Regions from separate parts of the Zea mays genome. Here region 1 is linked to region 2. The links are chromatin contacts, called in public Hi-C maps. All regions are on one chromosome and are shown on one strand. The core of a region is the stretch at or near the end of the contact, and the rest is flanking DNA. Distances in the headings are between cores, read along the strand shown. Region 1 overlaps LOC115032968 (MIR167jHG). Region 2 holds the start of LOC100280131.

What was found. Hi-C and Micro-C count contacts between places; a contact is called where the count stands out from the background.
Region 1: a Hi-C map of leaf shows a contact between it and region 2, with 4 times the contacts expected there. The contact joins the enhancer-like site here to the promoter of LOC100280131 in region 2. A contact is called at or near these places in 2 of 25 Hi-C or Micro-C datasets (bundle sheath and leaf).

What each region holds. Positions count from the first base shown.
Region 1 is chr1:12,699,875-12,705,523 of Zm-B73-REFERENCE-NAM-5.0, forward strand. LOC115032968 (MIR167jHG) reads left to right here. Exons shown (of 1, transcript NR_163744.1): 1 at 1-455. Among protein-coding and RNA genes, the nearest start is that of MIR167j, 3.0 kb to the left of the region's middle. Within about 2 kb of position 3,522, at least 12 of the 20 cell types and tissues checked have an H3K27ac peak or open chromatin away from gene starts, as enhancers often do. A contact at or near this core is called in leaf, where this site is marked.
Region 2 is chr1:12,618,381-12,623,911 of Zm-B73-REFERENCE-NAM-5.0, forward strand. It overlaps LOC100280131, which reads left to right and starts at 3,592. Exons shown (of 2, transcript NM_001153064.1): 1 at 3,592-4,072; 2 at 4,808-5,531. The coding sequence starts at 3,767. LOC100216585 reads left to right here. Exons shown (of 7, transcript NM_001326534.1): 2 at 897-1,008; 3 at 1,099-1,193; 4 at 1,310-1,424; 5 at 1,545-1,669; 6 at 2,032-2,102; 7 at 2,249-2,526. The coding sequence ends at 2,309.

The sequences.
Region 1 (5,649 bases), core at 2,272-4,771, 81 kb after region 2:
AGCCAAGCAGCCAGCTTTCTTCTTTGCAGCGGCGCCGTACGTCCCAGGGAAAATACAAGGTCAGGCAAGATGTATATACGTTTGAACAAGGTCCGTAACACTTGACACACAACTTTCGCTCTTTATCAATGAAAACTGCAGGTGGTGTTTTCATCAGGAAGAAATTAGCCCTTGAATCCGCAGATATATAGATGATCATCAGATCTGATGCGTGCTAATAGCTCAAGGCAATATCGTTCTTTGTTAGTTCCGTTTCTGCAGATCGAATTGTGTCTATGATAGTCTACTTTTTTGTAATTCTTTAGGACTTGTTCGGTTATTTCTATAATACATAAATTGGATGAGATTGGAAAACATTTAGAAGAACTTTGACTTGGGATTTAAACATACCCAATCCAACTCAATTCACATGGATTGAGAGCTAACCGAATAAGCCCTTAGCAGGTAACATGCACTACGGTTCGGATCTATGCATGACATCGATCTTAATTTCATTATATATATATATATATATATATATATATATATATATATATATATATATATATATATATATATATATATATATATATATATATATATATATATCTTCACATGGCAAAACTTAATTCAGTAACCTGATTGCTAGATCAACATGTAGGTCACGAGATTAAATGCATGCCTCTCCATATATATAAATGTGTACTGCAGCATTTAGACACGTATCTATTCCAAAGTAGAAGATAACACGCTAACCAGTGTTAACAAAATCAGACATACGATCCAGACAACGCCCCGCGCGCCCCAAACAACTGCACTTGAGTTGAATTCTGATCTAGTTCAAATTTTGCCTTGAAAGCTTCTGATGTTCTGATCTCTCCAACCATGAATAAAAGGACCAAATAAGTAAAATATTCACATGATAAATGTCTCTTAGGCTAATCATCAGCATGCTGCACAGTTACGTACTTTGCAAGTGCTTATATGCTACCCCGTCTTCAAATAACTATAGTTTTAGATTTCGTGCAGACCAAACTGTTTTAAGTTAAACTAGATTTATGCAAACATCAGCAACATCCATATTTTTAATGTAAGAATTTATTGTAAACATACATTATTCAATATTTAATCTAATAAAGTACTGGTTATCAGCAACATATATAGATATTGATTTTTTTATATATATGATCAAACTTTAAAGTATTTGACTTTTTAGGAAATGAAAATGGAACTTACTTTTATTTTTTGGGACAGAGGAAAAAGTACAAGTGAGGTTCAATCAATCGTGGGTTGAGCCCCTAAACATGGCAGCACTTGATGTTCCATCGGAAAAGGACACATGCATTCACCGGAAGTACAAATCGACATACTATCATCTTGGGGACACCACTGTCCTAAGACAAGATTCCAAGACATCGTTTTCATGAACACAACGAGGAGAGCACGGCCTCCGCTTGGCCCGACTTTCACGGGCTCCTGCTCCGGCACTTGTCTTACAAGATTAACACAGTCTAAGATTAATTTGATCATATTGTGTAATACATAAAAGAATACAGATTTACTAGCATATAACTAAACTGATGCTAGTACTTCATAAATATTGATTAAACCATGACAATAAACACACAGAAAATAAATAAACATCAGAACTATCCAAAAGATCTGCATCACAATAATCAGAAAATGCAGATCTACTTACAATGCTTCCCACGACTGGAGTTGAAGAACACGAGCGGAGAGGCGTACTTTCTAGAAACCTGATTCGCCATCACCCGTGCAGGTTCAGAGACACCGCTCTCGCATGATCTGCTGCATGTTAGACGCAAGGACGATAGGACAAAGAAGCGACGACACAGATAATTGAGAAGGAGAAGACGAGTCGGTTGGTTGTTGTGTGCCCCTCGACTCCCTTTTATAGAGGGGTCGCTGCAATGTACAAGATTAGATCTGCTAAATTCTGGTAACCGCACCTTAGAATCTCTCTACGTGCAACCGCACGGAGTCCACGCATGTGCGCCCAATTACTCCTAGTTGACATGGTGGTCTAGGTGTGGTACTAAATAAATAAAAGACAAAAAAATAAATGTTGTTTAGAACACGTCATGATAGGATCGCACATAGTCACAAGTCACACGTTAATTTCGCGAAAAAACATGAAACGCGAGCAAGAAAGCGTGTGGTCAGTTCAAAGCAGCCTCCATAGCCATTGCGTGTCTCATATAAAGGGTAGTGCACATCCTTATATATAAATTGATTATCTCCTACCGAAATAAGTAATATGAGACTAAAACCCTTAATGTGATCCCTACATGTGCCGCTTGACTTTCTTATAGGAATTAGGCCACCCACAAGTAGTCTTAAATAGGCTAAATTCCAACAACTTGGCACGCTGCTGAAAATTCTTTAGCATTTGTAGCAGAAAACGACTTCGTTGATCGGCTCCTACAATTCGAAGGATATGACCGTACAAAATATTGTTTATGCTATAGACTATGTTATTTATAAAATTGAGTTTAAAATAAGAGACGAAGATGTGCTAGAGATACAGGAACTCAAGAGGCAGTAGTAGGGGCGGTAATAGGCTCTGAATTTTACACTGCAAATTTTAAGGATCGAATCAGATTATAACCGGGTTCTATTTCTATTCATTTTGAAACTAAAATTATTTAAGGGTCCTAACTTTTTATAAAAAGATATTTGATCATGATCAATTACCACCATAGGCAGTAGCGGTGGAGTTGTTTTCTGGGGCTTCTGGCTCTTGCTACAGCTATAGTTGATGAGTTATGATCCAAGAGCTGCACCAAACTGGATCTAACTGTTTCTACGTGTTTATCTTCTACTTAACATTTGTCCAATTATTTATGACCGGCCATGTGTACGCTCCTCGACTGTATACCCCCCTTGTTCAACCTATGGCGATATTGGCGACTAAACAAGTGTTGTTTTTTTCATCATGACTATAGTACCCGGTTTGTTTGTCTGTAAATCAATATATGACGCACATTCCATCATGTGACCGAATGTCTGAATCTTTAATATGTTCGCTTTGCTTTAATCTATACTGGCTTCGACTGTTTTTATAATATTTTTGTCTTTATAAATTACAATTGCAGCAGTCAAACAACTGGTTTTAATTTGAAGCGATCGATTGCGCACAGGGGAGAGGGGAGGAGGGGTGTTCTGAAATTCGCAGGTAAGAGTCAAAAGCTGTTTGGTTGTTCAGGCTAGAACTGAATATACGAATGCTCCTGACCACTTACTCAAGCTAATTCAGGAATGGCCTCTCAGAATATACAGAGAGTGCTGCCGCAACTGATGAGTTGACCTCATCTAGGCGAGACGTCGCTGCTACCCACAGCAGCACTTCTGTTCCGATTCCACTGAACCACCCCTCTTGGTGCTTTGCATTTGCGTCGCAACAAGCCCGCAACGACAAACTAAAAAAAAAAAAGATCTCGCGAGCAAGCATAAACGCCACGAAGTGGACTTGCAATAATACGCATGGACCGGCTGACCACGGAATAGATGCACTACTTCCTGCGGCCGCCAGCAAATTGCCTGTCTATTTAGGCACAGTAGCAAATCAAAGGCATGCAGTGCAAAAGCTCGGAATGGTAAAAGATGTTGTTCTATTCACACAGCGGTGTGAAATTCAACTGAACAGCGAGAGAGGATTTCTCCTCCATTGATCTACTTTATTTTACTGATCACCATGTTAGACTACTGTATTTGTATTTATAGTATGTCTAATATTGGTAGTTAGTCCTTGATTGTAGGCCCTTGATTGTAGGCATGTAGGGCTGTGCGTTGCCATGTGTGCCACGACGCACGGCCTATGTATACTGTACATCTCCATGGAATACAATCAAGCAATTCCTAACAATTCACACTTTCATGGTATCTCACGCGGTTCCGATCCGCACGCTTCCGCAACCCACGACCGCGCTGTCGCTGATCCGATCGTCGCTCTTGTCGAGCTCGTCACCCAGAGCGCCGCCGATCCCATCGCCGCGTTGTCCGTGAAGATCGCCTGTCCCGTTGCTGGATCAGCCGGGTGCGGCCGCTGGTCTCCCCAAATCTGCTCGCGCCGCCGATCCGCCAGCAGGCGCGGCGCTTCTTCTCCTACAGGCTCCCGCCAGGCGAGTTGGATCTGCTCGCGCCGCCGATCCTCCAGCAGGCGCGGCGCCTTTTCTTCTCCTGCCAGCCGAGGTCGCGCGGCTCTTCTCCAGCTAGGCGCGCTCTCGATGGCGGCCGACGATGCAGCAGCCGTCCAGGCCGCGGAGGACCGCCGCCTCGCAGTTGAGGCCGAAGCCCGCCGTGCTGAAGACGCCCGCCGCGCCGAAGAAGGCCGCCTCCGTGCTGCCGCTTTGGACGAGTTTGAGCGCGCCCATGAGGCCCTCTGGGCGCAAGCCACTGCCGTCGTCAACGTCAAGGCGCTCATCCCTGTCATCCTCGACCAGGCAACGAACACCTACACCAAGTGGCGCGGCATGTTCATCACCGTCCTCGGCAAATACGCCCTGACTCGTCACGTCCTTGAGGATGAAGCCTTCCCATCACGCCCGGCGTGGGTTCAAGCCGATTGCTGTGTCTTGACATGGATCTACAGCACCATCTCCGGCGACCTGCAACAATCTCTGATGATGCGGCAGGGCCTTGCTCGCGGGGCGTGGTGCTACCTCGAGGATGAGTTCCTTGGCCAAAGGGAATCCCGGGCGCTTCTACTTGAGACAAAATTCCGCAACTTCCGCCAAGAGTCCTTGAGCATCACTGACTACTGCCGCCAGCTTGAGTCAATGGCGGCATCCCTTGCCGGTTTCGGCGATCCCATCGGCGATAGGCAGATGGTGCTCACGCTCCTTCGTGGCCTCGGCGGCAAGTTCCGTCACATGGTGTCCATCCTCAAGATGCACCAGCCGTTCCCCACGTTCGCAGAGGCTCGTGCGCACCTGCTGTTGGAGGAGCTGGAAATCGACGCACGACCTCCATCACCGCCATCGGCACTTGTTGCTGCAGCGCCGCGGCATGCGACTCCGGGGGCCCCAGTACCTCCACGTCCAGGGGCGCCTCCTCCAGCACGCCCCCCCGGCACCTAACGGCCAACGCACCGGCCGTCGTCGCGGTCGCGGTGGTCGCAATAGCCACCAGCAGGGCCAATCAGTGCCCCATGGTGGCGCACTTCCTGCTGGACAGGGAGGTGCAACCCCTGCCATGCATCCGTCCTTCGCGCATCCATGGGCTGGCACTGTCCGGCTGTGGCCATATGACCAGTCCGGGCGCCCACCACCGCCGCCAGCGTTCAACGCCCTTCCACAATACAACAGCTTCGGCAGCACACCCAGTGCCTATGGAGGCTTCTACGGTGCTCCTCCCCCTCCGTATGGCATGCCCTACGGGGGAGCTGCACCCCCTGGTTTCCAGGCGCCCGCACCAGCATACCAAGCGACGCCCTGGAACCCCACTCACGGTGGTGCATGGCATCAGGACGCCCTTGCACACTCCTTCAACACTATGACGCTCAATCCACCGAACGCTACTTCCGAGTGGTATGCCGACTCCGGTGCAGGATCACACATGACCTCGGACGCTGGTAAACTCTCTGCTATTTCCTCGCCCACTTCATTCACTCCTACATCTATCATTGTGGGAAACGGTGCCTTGCTTCCT
Region 2 (5,531 bases), core at 2,342-4,841:
TGAGATCGATCCTAGTAGGTTAATGTCCTGTGTCCTCACTGCCAGATGAACACATGGATTGTAGCCTTGAACAGTGTGAGAATAGTAGCTCAATATGTATTTTGTAGTTTTAGTTGGGCCTTTTTTAAGGCAGCGAGAATGTTTGACGACCATTTGGGTCTTATGGGTGTTTGGTTCCTACCTCCTAAACTTTAGTCAAACTTTTAATTCCTAAACTGCCAAACAATATGACTAAAGGAGGCCTCTCAAATATAAATTCTAGAGACTAAAGGTTAGTTCCTAAAGTTTAGCAGGGTGACTAAAGAACGAAACACCCAATATGACTAAAGGAGGCCTCCCAATATGACGACTTTTAAAGCAAACTAGTAGAGTGCCCCGTGCCTCTGTGGCCCCCTGTGTTCCACAGCAAATATGATGGTTATTTCGTGTTATTACTAAGCTTTGTATAGTATTTCTTTTATAAGTCATATATCTCTGTGCTTGTTTTAGTTTTAGAATTGCGATTCATACAAAATGGGTTGCGATTTTATACTGCTTGGTCATGGCTCTTTTTTTCGGCAGCTACTTGGTGTTGTTTTGTTGGGTCCAACGTGGACTAGGTTCGTTCAGATTGTAGAAAGATATCAATGAAATCAATCCTAAGAGCTCAGTGTATTGAGCTGCCTTGGTTGAATTCTAGTGTTGACTGATCCAATATGCATAGCTCAATTTGTCCTATTCTCTTTTATGCACATGTCATAATTCTGCATTGGCTATGAGTTATGGCATCATAAATTTTGATGCATACATTTCACAACATGCTATTGGGTGGTCATGGTTCCTTTGTCTGAACATGCTTGTGCTTGCCATATTATGCATTCCGACATTATATCGTTGAATGGTTATTTCCATCATAGGTTGGCAAGGAGGAGGTCATCCAAGCATGGTACATGGACGACAGTGAAGAGGACCAGAGGCTTCCTCATCATCGTGAGCCCAAAGAATTCATTCCTCTCGACAAACTTTCCGGTTTGTACATGCCCTGCTCTAGTCCTGAGCCCATATGACATCTTCATATACTAACTGATGCTGAATGCTACTACCATCATGGACATCCAGAACTAGGAATATTAAGCTGGCGCCTAAATGCTGATGATTGGGAGAATGATGAGAACCTCAAGAAAATTCGTGAAGCCAGGGGTTACTCTTACATGGTTTGCTAATAAGTTTATTTTTGGGCACTTGTTGTTTTGTTACTCTACCTTGAGTAGCAAGGTCAATACCTATTCAAAGATTCAGACTAGTATGATAAGCATTTTTCCTTATGTAGGACATTTGTGATGTGTGCCCAGAGAAGTTGCCAAATTACGAGGCTAAGATAAAGAATTTCTTTGAAGAACACTTGCATACTGATGAAGAGATACGATATTGCCTTGAGGGTAGCGGTAGGTGCCTTTGTTTTGCATCTGGAGGCGTTTTTTTTGAAGACAGAAAATCTAATAGTCAGCAGGTTTTCTTTCTAGTTACTGTCGATGTTTAATCGTTTTTACACTTATGTTCTCAAGGCTACTTTGATGTGAGGGACCAAGATGATCAGTGGATCCGTGTAGCGGTAAAGAAAGGGGGCATGATCGTTTTGCCTGCAGGAATGTATCATCGCTTTACGTTGGATAGTGACAACTACATCAAGGTATCTTTGACTTCTTTCTCTGTTCACACTATGAGTTTTGTTCTTTTTAACTCTGGTAATTGTTGATTAGATGATGATACCTTTTCTTTGTGAAGCCGTTTATGCCATTCATTTACTCTTGATTTAGTCGGCTACACTTATTTTAAGTGGAAGGTAGTAGTTCCTGTTTAGTTTTAGACTTTTAGAGGGCGTTTATCTTGTCCCTGTCGTGTGATTGTGTGATTGTGCGTGTTATATCATCTTTGCAAATTTTGGCGTTCAGTCTTCTGTTACTTTCTTGTCTTAAGTCTTCTGTAAACAAGAACCAGCTAAATAACGACGCTGCTGCATTGTGGATTTTTTTTCCTGCTATGATTCCTCAGGCAATGCGTCTATTTGTGGGTGAGCCTGTCTGGACACCATACAATCGTCCGCATGACCATCTCCCGGCTAGGTATGATCCTGCGTCTGAAGCCTAAAGCTGGACTGCTGGAGCATTGTTGTGTCCCATTCTCTCTTTCTTGGATTCTCTCGCTTCCACTTTCGTTATTCTCTGGTTCCTGTTGGCTTTAACAAAACGGAACATTCGCATGGTTTCAGGAAGGAGTACGTCGAGAAAATCATCAACCGAGGTGGAAACCAAGCCGTCGAAGCTCGTTGAGCGTGTCCACTCTACATGTCCTCCTGCCGTCTCAGCCTCTTGTGTTTTACACCCTACAACTCCTAGTACCGCCGAATAAGATTTGCTATCTGCAATGTGCTCATGCCACCGCTGTGTGTGCCAGTTAACAGTTTGCACGAAACCCTAGATATTTTGTTATACGAATGAATGACATGTGGTGTTTGATAAATGATGAAACGATGATGGTTCAAATCAACCCACCTGTCTTTCACAAGTTCGATGAAACGTTGCGCGCAATGGTTGTTTACTGAAAAGGATGCCTCTAACCAGCCGTCAGTCTGACTGGATGTCGTGGATCAACTGCCGACCAACATCTTGTCTGCGCTCGTGCCGCGTGAGTAACTGCTGTCGTTCTCACTGAGGGCGAGCAGGGCCTTGGTAATGATGTACTGTTTCACAGTAACAGTTCTGTTGATCACCGAAAGGTTTGTGCAGGTTGATGTGATGTGACGATGCTGGGTGGCTCCTGCCTAGAAAACGTGTGGTGGTTGAAATGAACGCGTTCCATGTCTGTCGTCTAGTCACTCGTCGAGCTTTGGTCGGCGGAGCCGATCACCGGCCAAGAACATTTGTGATCTCGATGATATACTTGTGTGCGGCTGCATTGCCGCACAAAAGGTTCATATTGCCATCATCGTTCCTGCTCACAGATGGTAGTGGTGACGCACTGGCAAATAGACCTGATTTCATTGCGCAGCCAGATTCATCTATGGCTGACCTAAAATAAAGAGGGCTCGGTTACAGATGAGACTCAGCTAACCTCCAGATGCATTTCGTAGTAGCGACACCGGACATGTGAGGAGCACGTGATGCAGCGCGATTTTCAAAAGACGAAGTAGACGGGTGCAGGTGCAGCCGGGCACGGAAAGGAGCCATCTTTTGCAGAGTGGATGCGGCGTATCTCGCCGGCGTACCGGCGCTGCAAGTTGGCAAGTTGCAGCCAATCACGAGGCCAGGGCGATGTCACATTGTCACCAAGCTTTCTAGGATCAGGAAGAAAAAAAAATGGCACGAGCCGTCGCCGTCGTCGCTCCCCTGTCGGCTGTCGATGGATTCGAGGGCGGCCCGGGTGTCCGCCCACCACGCGCAACCCCAGCCACACCCCACGGCGTCCAGAACCTTCCGAGCTCCGCCCGGCCACGAACGCGCCGCGCGGCCTAGAACGTTCCATTCCCCTCCTGGCAGGCCTCGGAGAAGGGTCAAGCCGGTAGGAGTATTTATCGCCGCCGGCAGCCACTTTCCCGCGCAGCAGGAGAAGAGAGACGACACAGCAGCTTTTTTGGTTTCCCCTTCCCTTTCCCCGCGCGGTGATCGCTGGGTTCTCCGCGAGCGAGGCAGAGCACTGCGCGTCCTCCGTGACCGCCTGGTGATCGCTGGGGGTTCTGGACGTTGGCGTTTCATTTGGTTGGTTGGTGGTTGGCAGCAGCCGTGGCGAGATGGACCTGATGCTGCCGGTGACGGTGAAGGAGGAGTGGCCGCCGGAAGAGGAGGAGGAGGAGGACGTGGACGCGGACGCGGACGCTCCGCGGCCGATGGAGGGGCTGCACGAGGTCGGGCCACCGCCGTTCCTGACCAAGACGTTCGACCTGGTGGCCGACCCGGCCACCGACGAGGTCATCTCCTGGGGCCGCGCCGGCAACAGTTTCGTGGTCTGGGATCCCCACGTGTTCGCCGCCGTGCTGCTCCCCAGGTTCTTTAAGCACAACAACTTCTCCAGCTTTGTCCGCCAGCTGAACACCTATGTGAGTGCCCCAAGTACTCTGCTTGCTCAGTTGCTGTCGTGTGATTTTTTGTTTCTGGTTGGCTTTGTGCTCGCGCGCTCTGGTTTTGCAGTTCATCTCGCCTCTTGCATTGTGGAGTACAGTAGCATGAGCTATCAGTCGACAAGTCTGTCTCTATTATTATTACTTACCGAAAGAACAAGTCTGTATATATATATAAGCATTTTGTGTGATTCACAATGACTTGGAGCTGATACAATCGTTGAACGCGTATTGCTTTTCTTTGGCGGCCTAGCAAATACAATGGCAAAATGGGCAAATGTTTTGAATGGTTCAGAAGCAGAACGACAATGGGGGAGATTGCAGAACCAGCATCTCCATGACAAGATGTTAAATTCCTCTGACATGCTCTTTGTTCGCCTTGTTACTGTGTAGCTAGATGGACCAGGACAAGGGATGAACGAAGCTACTACAGCCTACGAGAAAGAAACAAACTGCTTGTTTGTCCTAAAGATAAAGAAGACTCACTCCTTTGATCACCACTCACCACCAAGCAATATACTGCTAGTGTATACCACTGCCCGTGCCTGTAAATTCGGTCGCAAAACTTATGTGAAACCTAAAGTTTTACATAAATTTGCCATCTTGTCTTGTTAATTGGCTCAGCGTCGGCATTTGTCGATTCTTAGTGTGTGATGGCTTCTGGAAATGCAGCTTACTGAACGCTGCGCGTGTTCATCGCTTTGCGACGTGCAGGGCTTCAGAAAGATCGACCCGGACAGCTGGGAGTTCGCGAACGAAGGATTCCTGAGGGGCCAGAGGCATCTTCTCCGGCTGATCAAGCGTCGAAGGCCGGCGCCACCGCCGCCGTACCTCCAGGCGTCGCAGTCGCAGGGGTCGTGCCTGGAGGTGGGCCGGTTCGGAGGGCTGGACGGAGAGATGGAGCGGCTGAGGCGTGACAAGAGCATCCTGCTGGCGGAGGTGGTGAAGCTGCGGCAGGAGCAGCAGAGCACGCGGGCGGGCATGCGGGCCATGGAGGAGCGGCTGCGGCACGCGGAGCACAAGCAGGTGCAGATGATGGGGTTCCTGGCGCGGGCGGTGCAGAGCCCAGACTTGTTCCAGCTGCTGGCACAGCAGCAAGCCCGGCGGAGGGAGCTGGAGGGCGCGGCGCTGCTCTCCGCCGCCTCCCGGAAGCGGAGGCGGCCCATCGGCGCCGCGCCGGCCAACGGCGGCTTGCAGCAGCAGGAGGAGGAGCAGCAGCAGGGCGACGACGACGACCCCACCGCCACGCGGGCGCTGTTCGCGGAGCTGGACGAGCGAGGGACCACGTCGGAGCTGGAGAACCTGGCGCTCAACATCCAGGGGCTCGGCAAGCGCAGGCAGGACGGGAGCGAGAAGCAGGGTGGCCGCGCGCGGAGCCAGCAGCAGGGCGGGTTCGAGACGGCGGAGCTCACCGACGACTTTTGGGAGGAGCTGCTGA